2 separate regions of the Hordeum vulgare genome follow, and region 1 is linked to region 2. Evidence: chromatin contacts called from public Hi-C data. All regions are on one chromosome and are shown on one strand. Each heading gives the region's core, a stretch centred on a gene start, on an enhancer-like site or on the middle of the called end of the contact. The rest is flanking DNA. Distances are from core to core; before and after follow the strand shown. Region 1 holds the start of LOC123429715. Region 2 has its middle 220 kb from the start of LOC123429715.

Region 1 (6,553 bases), core at 3,518-6,017, 220 kb before region 2:
CAAGCATGACGAGAGAAGCCATTGCCTTCCTATTGGGGGCCCTAGAATAGGTCCTCCGAACCCACCAGTTCAATACCGAATCCTCGAGGTGCCAAGTTGAGATGTCAAGGTGATGGAGTCGAAACTTCTCCTTGACCAAGCTCAAAATCCTGAGCGTGTAATGACATTTGAAGAATAGCTGTGATCCACTTTCTTGCGCACGCTTGCAAAGGGTGCAGAGCCCACAATTTGGCCAAACCCTTTTCTCGAGTCTATCCGCAGTCCAAATACGGTCTTGAATAGCCAGCCACGCGAAGAACTTGGCCTTCGGTGGTGCCCAAACACTCCAAATCATATTCTTCATGGGGGAGAAGACCAAGCCAAGGAATTGGGCTTTGTAGGCAGAGAGGTAGTGGAGTAGTGTCCCCCCGTTGTGTGCTTCCGACAATGGTATGTTCGACGAGGTCATCAATGTGGACGTCGTTTAGCATAGTCCAAAGGGTGAAGATTGACAGATGTGCTTGATGAAGATAAGAGTGGAAGATTTGATGTTGAGAATCAATGCGTTGACATTTAGGGCTTCACACACCTTCCAATTCTTCCTGGCGGAGGCCATAAAGACGAGCGGCGCGAGATCTCTGGGCTTGCACCCATGCAGCCAAGGAGAGTCCCAGGACGACGTCTTGGCGCCATTCTCCACTATGATCGTCGTTGACGCATAAAAGAAATCGAGGTCTTTTTCATCATGCGGGTTTCCTAAATCGACCAACAACTTGTGTGGATCTAAAAATTCTGGTTTGTACAGTGAGGAGACCAATTTAAATTTCAGTTGGAGTTGTCTTTCTATCTGATTCAGTAACTAAGAAGATGATCCAAAGCAACAGAAGAGACCGCCAAATAATTTACCACACGACTATTTCATTCCTTGTATGTTTGTACGTACGTATCTGTATCACACAATCAAAAGAACTGGGAGCAATACACAATTACATGGTTGTTTCCTGAATTCCTGAAATCTTCACAATTGAGAGCCTTGAGGACTATATTTAACGATCGCCTTGCACTCCAGGACGCCAACAATTAGTTCCAATCAAATCAATTACATCATATCATCGGGCAGAAAACGCAAATAATTGGAGCATCCCTGACATTTCCTCGGTCCTCCGCTGGATGTGTCTTCAGTTCAAGCTAAACCTGAAAGAAAAATAATCGTTGCTTTTAAAATGAGTTTGGTACTGCAATGATGAAACTAGATTTGATTCGATTTCAACCCGCTCATTTTCAATGATTTGCCGGGTTTTACGTGATTTGCGACAGTTTCCTCTCATAAACATGTTTTTCTTGTTTTCTCGGTCGTCGGATGAAATGATTAGTAAGTTTTTTGTTCGAGACGGAAAAATGATTAGTAGTTTAGATGAAGTAGATGTCTATCTCTGATAACACAAATTATAAGAGCATTTCTATCAGCCCTCATAAACCCCCGTCCACAAAACTCATTTATAGTTCATGAAAAAATGGTTTTGCACGCCGAAGTGGGCTGCTGTTTTACGGGTCGGCTACGCGGGATCTGCTCGGTCGCAGCACGCTTCGACCCGCAAACCAAAAACCTCAAGTTAGCCAATTTGACATCGATTTCGAGGATTGAGTCCAAATTCGAAGAATAAAACATAGTTCGTGCGAAAATAAAAGCATAGTTTTCTACGACAAACGCAAAAGGACTTCATGCAAACGCAACGACCAAGTCACCCGCCGTCATGATCTTCACTCCGCACCACCGCGATTGATGGCATCGCCGCCTCCAAGTCCATCACCGTCACTTGTTCCAACTCCGACACCGAAAGTAGGGAGAGGAGGAAGTCGCAGGCCTTTTCGTAGGAAACTTCTTGCGCTTCACGCCCGAAACCTTGCCCTTCTTCTCCGACAACGACCGGACAGATCGTGCAGCGGCGAAGGCTCCGGGTGCGCGTGCCTTCCCGACGAGGCCAGCCGGATTTCCGCCCTGCACGAAGACGTTGCCCTTCCGCTTGCGGAACAGGCGCGGTGGTGCCTTGAGCGATGACGGGGCCGACATAGCCGACGACGTGATCTATCGGAGGGGATTGCGCATGCGCGACATCAACGGTGACGGGGGACGGCTGGGAGGCTTCCATGACGGCGAAGGATGGCCGGGAAAGATGGACCGGAGCGGGCGGAGGCGGGGCAATGGCAGCAAAGGGGATGGGAAAAGGGAACGGCCGCGCTGGAAATTTCTCGTGCCAAATCTCGCTGCGGATGGGGGACGAGCTCGGGCCGGCCTCCCACTCCGTGAATCTAAAAGTTGAGGACGAATTTTTGTCTCGTCCCGCAATTCTTTTTACAGGTCTCGGCTTGATACAAGTCTGATCGAGTATTTTTTTTTATGCGAAGCCATATTTTAACGGTTATATTACGGGTCGAGGCATTATACGGGTCGGCGCATTATACGTGTCTACTAGTGCTAGAGATGCTCTAAGCCAAAGGGTGCTGTGAGTGTTTTGTCTTGGACGCATGGTCCTTACTAGTACAGTTGTAGCTGTACCAATACGGATGCCACCAATCATGTTCCTTTCATCTATAGGATCCAATGTCTCCAAAGAGCTTCCCCATTCGTCCTCCACACTTTGTACAGTTTGCAAATATTCGATCGTATTCATGGGAGCTACCTGATGGTCCAGACGGGATGCCAACTTGCGAAAGTTGGTTGCAGCACCAACACCGTGTGGCGATCGAGCAGCTGACATTTAAGTGTGGATTCACTTGAAATGCTAACTGTACCATGAGCGGAAGTAAAGAACAATTTTCTGTTCGTGTGTACGGTGATGCGTGCGACGTAATTAAGCCTACGCAGGCAGAAGCTATGGAGGGACAGAGCGAATCCTGGGCTAGCTTTTGCTTGGAGACAGGTGTTTCGCTCGACTCACTCTCACAGCCGTCGGTCATCAAGCAAGGCAGATGCCCCGTCTCCGTTGTGTATCCATGGATCTATCTGGATGGTCTGCACTACAGTCTACATACAGTGCCTGCCTGTGCCTGGGGCATCTTGTAGGCCACAAAATATGTGTCTTGCTGCGCATCACTTTTCACGTATATGAGTACTAAATCTGTAGGTGCCCCTAGTAGACGACAATGACATCTCGTGGTCGTACGCATATATGCGCTACTCTTTGGCTTGTGTCCGAATTCCCCATTGACTTGTGGAATCTTTCCTTGTGATTGTCATCGATGATATACAGATGGTTGATGCCTTCTGGAATTAAGCAGAATTATTCTTAAACAATGGTTTTGCGGGAAATGAACGATGTGGAATTTCTCTGTGAGAGCAAACACGTTTTCAAGTATGAATTCTGAGAGTGATACCATGCGTATCACCCAGGTTTCTCATTAAGGATTTGCAACTTTAAGCTTCTTGCTATCACTAAGTGTTGCACATTTTTTACTGGTTCATGTTTCTGTTCTGATGATATCCTAGTTGAAAGCTCTGCTTATCAAAGTCATATATCCATTCATGCAAATTTTTAGAAGGCAAATCTTGGGAATAGTTCTTGCAAGCGTAAGGCAACAAACGGACGTCCCAAAATAAGTATCTCAACTTTATATTAAATTTAATAAAAAGTTAGTAATAAAAAGAAAAAGGCTTATGTTCTTTTATCTTAAAAAGAACGGACTAACAGTAACCTCAACACATTTATTTTGAAACGGAGGGAGTATGAAATAGAAGAACGATCAGCTTACCATGTCATTCTGAGTAGGTACACCTGGCATCTGCTCATTGGGCTCCCGGCGGAGACGCCGCGCGGCGCCATAACGCCGTCGTCGCAGGACAGCCTCACGGGCACCATGCCGGTGCGCACGGCCCCGACCCGGACGCGGATGTGGGTGTCCACGACAACCTTGAACGCGAGCCGCCGCCGCCGGTACCCGTCGCGCACGCGGGCCGCCACCGCCTCGTCGACCACAACCCCCTTCGCGGCCGCCACGAACCCGACGACCGCCACCCTCCGGGCGCCGTGCTCGAAGCCTCCCACGGGCGCCCACCCCAGCGTGATGTCTCCGTCACTGTCGGCTAGGTAGACGCGGCCCTCGCCGTCGCCGTACTCGAAGGCGATCTTGTCGTTGGGGTTCCAGGACACCACCTTCACGGCCGCCGTGACGTCCATGGCCGACACCTCGGTGGAGTTGCCGACGCGGAACCGCGTCGTCGACACCGGCTGGAGGTGGAACGACGGCGGCCGCGGGTGGTAGCAGAGGTACGCCAGGCAGGCCGCGGCGACCGCGAGGCAGAGCGCGAGCAGGAAGAACCCGGTTGCGAGGCAGCACACGCGGCGGCCGGAGCACCCGCTGCCGCTGCGATGCCGCTTCCGCGGCGCCCCGCCGCCGCGCTGCTGTCGGTAATGGTGCGCCGGCGGCGGCTTTAGCGGGATCATCTGAGGCGGGGGCGCGAGGGGTGGCTTCTTCAGTGCCGGCGTCGTCCTTGCCGGCGCTGGCGAGGCAGCCGCCACCACGGTGGCCTTGGTTTTGGGCTTCGGCGCCAAGGAAGGCTTGTCGTCCATCGATGGTTCTTGGTCCCGACTGTGAGCCGACCGTGGTGTGTGTCCGAGAGAAGCTTAAAGACTGGGTTTGATCTGTCAAATTGGCAAGTGGAAATGGAGCGGCAGTGGCAAGGCAGTCGGTAGCTATGGAACGCAGTTTTCCCATGTCCAGGGGGACGTCCCCGATATATCTCCATGTACCGCGCAACTAACAGTGGACTTCTGTTGTTGCATTTACAACCTCGAGTTTTGAACATTTTAGCAAATTGCTCACCTTTCAAAATCTTCTTTTTTTAGAGAACACCCATTCCACATACCTACTTACGGCATCTTCAACGTTAATCCGCAAATTTTCTTCCGCACCCGTCCGTTGATAGATAATCAGTCCACGCACACGAATGCGTAAGAACGCCATTTTAACCATAGCTGCATACATTCGGCCTTTTTCATTTTTTTTCAACTCAGCACGATCAAATAGCCGCATGCATATGGTACATACGTTCAAATAGCCAAATAGCCGCATGCATATGGTACATACGTTCAAATAGCCGCATGCAACACTAGTATAAATTTTAAAAAGTTAAAATATTATATTCTAACATTGTTGTCCCTTTCACCGTCCACTCATGCTCAATCAGATTTTTCCTTCAGTTGTTCGTGAGTTGATCGATGTCGAATTTGTTGATGCATTTAAACAAACTCTTCAAATGTGGCTGAATTCTGTTTCGGAAGTTGTTAGATCACCCATGTTCTCAAATTCCAGAGTTATGGGAACATCGCCACCCTCATCCTCGACGATCATGTTGTGCGTGATCACACTGTTGGAAATATGCCCTAGAGGCAATAATAAATTGGTTATTATTATATTTCCTTATTCATGATAATCGTTTATTATTCATGATATAACTGTATTGATTGGAAACTCAAATACATGTGTGGATACATAGACAACACACTGTCCCTAGTAAGCCTCTAGTTGACTAGCTCGTTGATAAAAAATGGTCAAGGTTTCCTGGTCATAGATAAGTGTTGTCACTTGATAACGGGACCATATCATTAGGAGAATGATGTGATGGACAAGACCCAAATTATAAACGTAGCATATGATCGTGTCAATTTATTGCTACTGTTTTCTGCATGTCAATGTATCTGTTCCTATGACCATGATATCATGCAACTCTCGGATACCGGAGGAATACCTTGTGTGTATCAAACGTCGCAACGTTACTAGATGACTACAAAGGTGCTAAATAGGTATCTGTGAAGGTGTCTGTTGGGTTGGCATGGATCAAGACTGGGATTTCTCACTTCGTGTGACGGAGAGGTATCTCGGGGCCCACTCGGTAATACAACATCACAACAAACCTTGCAAGCAATGTGACTAAGTAGTTAGTCATGAGATATTGCATTACGGAACAAGTAAAAAGACTTGCCGATAACGAGATTGAACTAGGTATGGAGATACCGGCGATCGAATCTCGGGCAAGTAACATATCGAAAGACAAAGGGAACATAATACGAGATTAATTGAATCCTTGACATAGAGGTTCAACCAATAGAGATCTTCGTAGAATATGTAGGAGCCAATATGTGCACCCTGGTCCCGCTATTGGTTATTGACCGGGGAGTGTCTCAGGTCATGTCTGCATAGTTCTCGAACCCGCAGGGTCTGCACACTTAAGGTTCAGTGACGTTTCTGTATAGTTGAGTTATAGGTGTTGGTGACCAAAGGTTTTTTGGAGTCCCGGATGAGATCCTGGATGTCACGAGGACCTTCGAAATGGTCCGAAGGTAAAGATTGATATATAGGAAGTCCTATTTTGGTCACCGGAAAGGTTTCGGGCTCATCGATAGTGTACCGGGAGTGCCGAGAGGGTACCGAGGGACCACCGGGAGGGGTGTGACGACCCAAGGGCTTCATGGGATGTGAGAGGAGGTGGACCAGCCCCTGGTGGGCTGGACGAAGTCTCTCTCAAAAGTCCATGCGGCTAGGAGTGGAGATAAAAGACAAAAGTCCTTTAAAAGGA
Region 2 (6,351 bases), core at 1,969-4,468:
GTATCAAACTGATTGGGCGGTAGTCGCCAATCGAGGATGCATCGGTGTTTTTCGGGAGCACAATCATGTTGGCTGAATTGATCAGGCCAGTGCAGTCGCCTCTCAGGTTCGCGAGCTGCATCATCATAGCCAGGACATCCCCTTTGATGATCTCCCAGCAGGATTTGAAGAAAGTGTCGATAAAACCATCGGGGCCCGGGGCCTTGACCAAAGGTAATGAGAATACCGCCTCCTTAATCTCCGCCTCGTTGAATGGAGCGTCCAGAGCTGATAGGTCATGGCGCTGCATCCCAATGTTCTCCCAGATAATGGACTTGGTGCGCAGGGTAGGCGTGCCGATGTTAGCCTAGAAGTGGTTCATAACGGCCCGCTCCTTGTCATCTCTGGTAATTGCCAGCCCCGAGGTGGTTGTGATCGTCTTGATGAAGTTCTTACGCCTTCGCCCGTTCGCACAAGCATGGAAAATCTTTGTCGTGGCATCCCCCAGGTGGATCCAGTTGAGCCGAGAATGTTGTCTCAGCTTGATTTTCTGAATGGCAAGAAGCCCGAGGTACGAGGCCTTCAGTTGTTTACGCAAATCCCTCTCAGAGTCCGAGAGCGGTCTTCCCTCCTCAGCAACATCCAGGTGCCAGATGATCTCCTTGGCAACCGTGATCTGGGAGCCAAGCACCCCGACTTTTTCCTTTAGCCACTTGCGCAAGGCCTTCGCGGTCCGACAGAGCTTGATATGAATCTTGCGGATGGCATCACGGGCCTGAACAGGTTTGTTCCATGCTAAGGCAACGGTGTCCTTGAAGCCCGGGAGACGAAGCCAGAATTCTTCGAATTTAAAGGAAGGCTTTCTCGAGTTGCCGACGCACCCCTGAAGGTATAACGGAGCATGATCCGAGCAAGCTGTAGTGATAGCCTGAAGGTGCGCGTTGGGGAAGAGCATGTCCCAATCGTCGGAGTGGAACATGTGGTCAATCTTGGTAAGGACCGAGGTTCGCCTGCGTGCCATAGATGTCTGGTTCTTGTAAAACTCTAAGGACAACTCCAACGGGCAACCCCGTTCTGTCCGCCCGCGTTCGCTTGAGGATAAACGGACTGAACAGGCCGTCGAACGCACGGGAGCAAACAGACCAATATTCGTTTGTGGTCCGTTTTAAATCCATTCCCGATCCAACTTTGGACTGCGTTTGCGGTCGAACGGACATGCGCGAACGACATGTGGCGCGTGCCCATATCCTTCCTGGCCCGCCCATTGGAGACACGTGCGGCTCTTTTTCTACCCCCCCCCCCTCCAGTCGCACCCCCGCCCCAATCCCCTCTCGCCCTAGCCATCGCTATTGTCATTTTTCTCGGTCGTGTGTTGTCCAACACGACTGGTGAGCCCCTGCCCCACCCTAGTCGCAGCTCCTCCACCGACGCCCCGAGATGTCCAACTCCAGCCGCCAGATTTCAGCGGATTCTGCGGTCGGATTAGGAGTGGATCCGGCCGGATTTTAGCTCCTTGCGGCCGTCGGAGGCCTTGCCGTGCCATGGACTAGTCGGGTACTGGCCCGCACAGCTCTCGCAACGCCTTCAGGCTACATGCGGGTACTGAATCCGCCTCTAGCTGCTTGGATCTACTCCGTTGCCGGTTCGCCAACAAATACACCAAGTGTCGTCGTCCGGGCTCGATGCTGGCCCAAATGCTCGTCGGCGCACCAATGTCGTTCATAAAGTGCGATGACTGTCCATTGAAGGTCTTGCACCGCGTGTCTACAACGCCGGAACATCCCGAATGGGTGTTTATCAAGTGTAATAATGATGATGTATGTGCTAGTTTACCTTCTGTTGTGCTTCTCGATTTGGCTCATTTTGCTTACACTCAAATATTTATTGTGTAGGCTAGATGCAAATTTTAATTTGAAAATAAGAATACATCGATCTATTAATAACACACAATTTATTAGATGTTCGTGCACTTTTTGCTAGAATAGAGGCTAAAGATCAGACTAAATGTGATGAAACAACATCTAATTTTTTAGACTCAAAGAAAAAAACATTTAAGATCAACAATAAATGAACCGAGAAGGCACTAATCCAACTTATAGCAGTAGTTATGAAAGTTGGATATGTTTTAAAATGTTTTTTTAGTTCTTGTTTTCTTTAATTCTAGTCAAAATTTGATATGTATTCCAATGTATATAAAAATCAACAACGAAAATATAAAGATTTGATATAAAAATTGTGTGCGAATCAAATGCGACTTAAATGCATCCGCACGTTAGACGCACGATCGCCATATTTATAAATCCAGACGAACACGGATTTATTACCATCTTCAAACAAACGAAACAAACCATATGTATAAAAAATCAACGATAACAATAAAAAGATCTGTTACAAAGAATGTGTATGAATGTAAATACATCCGTGCGTGGTCGTCATATTCATAAATATATTCATAAATCCAGGCAAATGCAATTTCATCATCATCCTTAAACGGACGAAACGAATCATTTAAGATCGTGAGTTGGAGTTGGGCTGACCGGCCATGGGTAGCCGCCTACGTACCCGCGTGCAGTGTTGTCGCCATGCCATCAAACGCCCCCGGTCCATACTAATAGTGGTTGGCCATGATTTGAGAAGGAAAGCGAGGCAGGGTCCCAGAAAAGAAGAAGCTTCAAAAAGATAATCTGTCTAGCCCTTGCCAAAAGCGACACGCACGATTCCGGACTCCATGTTCTCCGTCTCATGCCGTGTCCCGCCAATATATCCACCTCTTTTTGTATCTTTGCGCCGGACTTAATCATCATTTGTTCGGCCAGGTGTTTTTGTGTAGCCAGCTGGACATTCGATTGTATTCGTGGGAGGGCAGGGGATGCACATGTTGCAAGCTGTGCGCTGCTATTTAGGGGCGAGGGGGAGCATTTGCCAGTCGTTCATGCATATGTACAGTACTACTCAAGCCCATCACACATACATCCACACCACGCCCGCTGCATGCAACAACCAGATCTCTCGGGTCCTAACCAAAATGACGTGCCAACTATCATATGCTAATCACGATTTACCCGGCATCTTTGGCGACGCTCTGTGACGAGCAACGGAGAAGTTGTGCACCGACAGACAAGGAAAGAATGATCGAATCCGGCGGGACAGAGACCGGCGCGGCACCCGCACACCCAACCCAACGCAACGCCGCAAGAAATCTTTACGGAGAAAGAGTCGGCTGTTTGGGCACGGAGAGGATGGCGTCTCGCTGTTACGGCGTGGTTGGGGCGTCGGCCGTCGCGGCGCTGTGTCTGCCTGGTGCCTGCAGGAGCCGCGCGCCCGGCGGACGGCGACCGCGTAGCAGCCAGCTACCGCGCCGCGCGTACCGATTCCCGTCGTGTCTCGTCCGTTGCAGGGTCCTTGTCTCGTGGCGCTTGCTGGCGTCCAATGTCACCTGGACTGCCCGGGAATACAGTTGCAGTCATCCATCGGCAATGCGAGCCAGGGGTGAACATGATCCTGCAAACAAGACCGGATTGGTCAACTTCCGAGTACGAAACTACGGAGTCAATTACAAGAAACTATCACATTTGTGATTAGATTTGTAAAAACACCACAATCTCCGTTAAGTCGTTAAAAAAAGCACTGGTCGGTGAGTTGACCCGTTTAATCACTTTCTTATAAGTGAGACAATATTGTAAGCAATTGACTTAGGGCCCGTTTGGAATACCAATAAATTATGATGATCTGGATTATGAAGATATATTATATAATTTGATTTATAAAAATAATCTAGGTGAACACGTTTGGAGGTCAGGTTATATAAACTGTAATTCAGATTTTACATTGCATAATGACCTGTATGTCCTCTATTTTTTAAAATAGGAGGGTGGTGGTGGTAGAAATGTAATTATCTCCAACTTTACAAGGGTAATGGGTCATTGACAATTCATAATCTGATTTTCGTTGAGTAGAGTAGATTGTGAGTTCTTATTAATTTGTCCATCTAGTTTTTATAATTTATAACATAATCTATCTTGTTTGGATACATAATAGATTATAAAAATTGGATAATATAATCTGAGTGGTTACGAAGAGGGCCTTAGCAAAAAAAATGCACACACCCCTAGATTTTAAAAACAAAAGCAATCAACACTCTCCCCGTGGAACACCCGTCCCTCACAACTCCATGTCGTCGCCGTGCTGCTGCCATCCGTCCAGCACGATGGCGCCCGGGCCGGGATGCCGCACCGTGGCCCTGTCGCCTGTCCGGCATGGTGTCGCCCTCGTCGGCGACGGAAAGGGCTACGGCCGCGGGGAAGGACGAGGAGGCGGTCGGCGCCCACGCACGCGTCCTCGATGGACTTCACCGTCGGCATGTGCGGGAGAAGGGAGGCGCTCGCTCGTCGTCTTCTATCTCACTGGCCGCAAGGCCGAGGGCGTCGTGGCAGCGCTCAAGGCTGCCACAAGAGGCGCTCTACGGGTGCTAAATGGAGGCGGTTGCGGCCCTGCTTCGGGCGTTCTTCACCGTGCACTCTTTCAAAGGCTCACACGGCGATGACCACATCTTCCTCGCAAGCAACGACGACGACAACGGTGCCAATGCGTCGCTGCGCCAACTGAGTTGCGTTGGTAGTAGGGATTGTCCACGGTGTGCATGTGAGGGCACGGTGGGGGGGTTGATTGCTTTTGGTTTTTTGGATCCAAGGGTGTGTGTGTGTGTTATTTTTTTGCTAAGTCAACTCTTTACAATCTGGCCCCACTTGTAATAAAGTGATTAAACGGACCAAATCATCCGATCAATGCCTTTTGCAACAACTTAACTCAGATTGCGATGTTTTTTGCAACGGATTAATGAGTTGCTTGTTTTCAGCAAACCTATCCACAAATGTGATAGTTTCACGCAATTGACTAGAAAGCACACGGATGTGAAGGCACGCATATGTTAAGCCGCATCGAACTGCTCAATTGCCTCGCGATTCATGAAGTACTTGTATCCCCACACAGACACGATAAGGCCTAAGTTTTAATTGTTGAAACTCATCATTTTGTACTAAATTTTAAGAATCCAAACTTAACATCTATTTTTCAGAAGCTCATCTAAATCTATTCAAAATGCATCTTATTAGAAAGTCCTCATCACAAAAACACGAATATGAAAACAACACTTTGTTTGGACTTCTCATTCAGAAGGTATGAATGATTGGAAATCAAATGCACGAAGAAAAAGCACGTGCGAGGGACTCGGTGCCCCCCCCCCACTTGCGTGACATAAATCTTCTCCCCTATCGAGTATATAGTCTAGTCCGATCCACACGCAAAGAAATAAGACCCTAAGATTCTTCGTCGACAAGACAAATACATACAACGTCGACCAACACATAGGCACATAACACACATGCATCGATGATTTTCCTAAAACGAGACAAAATGCTCGCCATTTCATTAATTAAGAGGGAAGATTTGTATCAAAGCCTGACAAAGGGCAAGAAGAAAGGTCATCATTCTCGCGATATTACAAAGCCCAAATACTTAGCAGCCCACGAGCACCCACAAACTAATTTCCTCTTTCATGATGCACACCAAGACCGATGAAGGAGTCATGTTGTTGTAGAAGACCCTCACCTTGCGCTCCTCTAAAGCTCCCATGAGATGAACATCGACATGGTTGACATGGACTTCTTATAGTGGCCTTGGCTTAGGTGACATTGATCCACCACTCATTGACGTTACCCCTCAAGCCCCATTCCCGGGGTTTGACGCCGAAGAGGCCAAGCCAATCCAAGATGTCACGTAGAACCCTCACCAAGAAGCGACAGTGGCACAGGTGATGCGTCGAAGTCTCCTGGGTTTGCTTACAAATGGTACAAATGATACGGTTGGGCCTTCCTCGACACTCAAGCCTATCAACCGTCCAAACTCTATTTTGGATCACAAGCCAAGCAAAGAGTTTACATTTCTCGTAACGCCCAAACTTTCCAAACATACACGTACATGGTCGAAGTGGTGTGACCCTCAAATTGTGCTTTGTAGCACAAGGACGTGGAATACACACTATCCAAGGTGAAACTCTACGTGATCGTAACAACAATGTGTGAGACTAACTGAATGGAGGTAAGCTTGTCCCAAAGATACACAAATTGTTGGATCTTTTTAAGGTGAGGCCCTCTTAGGTGTTAATCTGACTCACCGAGAAGTTGTTATCCAAGGTCGTTTGAACCGAGGATTTTTTTTCTTCTTGGAGCACTCAAAAATCTTTGGGGGGGGGGGGGGGACTCCGAGAAAAAGGATAACTTTGTATTGTTTCGATTAAGACGATTGTGGTTCCAGCAAAAAGATCTTTGTATCACTCATTAAAGGGAATCCAAGCCCAACCCAAGGCTTAGCCGG

Evidence for each region. Hi-C and Micro-C count contacts between places; a contact is called where the count stands out from the background.
Region 1: a Hi-C map of leaf shows a contact between it and region 2, with 4 times the contacts expected there. The contact joins the promoter of LOC123429715 here to the enhancer-like site in region 2. A contact is called at or near these places in 5 of 6 Hi-C or Micro-C datasets (leaf and seedling).

The regions. Positions count from the first base shown.
Region 1 is chr1H:241,424,984-241,431,536 of MorexV3_pseudomolecules_assembly, reverse strand. LOC123429715 reads right to left here and starts at 4,767. Exons shown (of 2, transcript XM_045113726.1): 1 at 3,730-4,767; 2 at 878-1,173. The coding sequence starts at 4,547. The coding sequence ends at 1,158.
Region 2 is chr1H:241,198,793-241,205,143 of MorexV3_pseudomolecules_assembly, reverse strand. No RefSeq gene overlaps it. Among protein-coding and RNA genes, the nearest start is that of LOC123429715, 220 kb to the left of the region's middle. Within about 2 kb of position 3,218, at least 2 of the 3 cell types and tissues checked have open chromatin away from gene starts, as enhancers often do. A contact at or near this core is called in leaf, where this site is marked.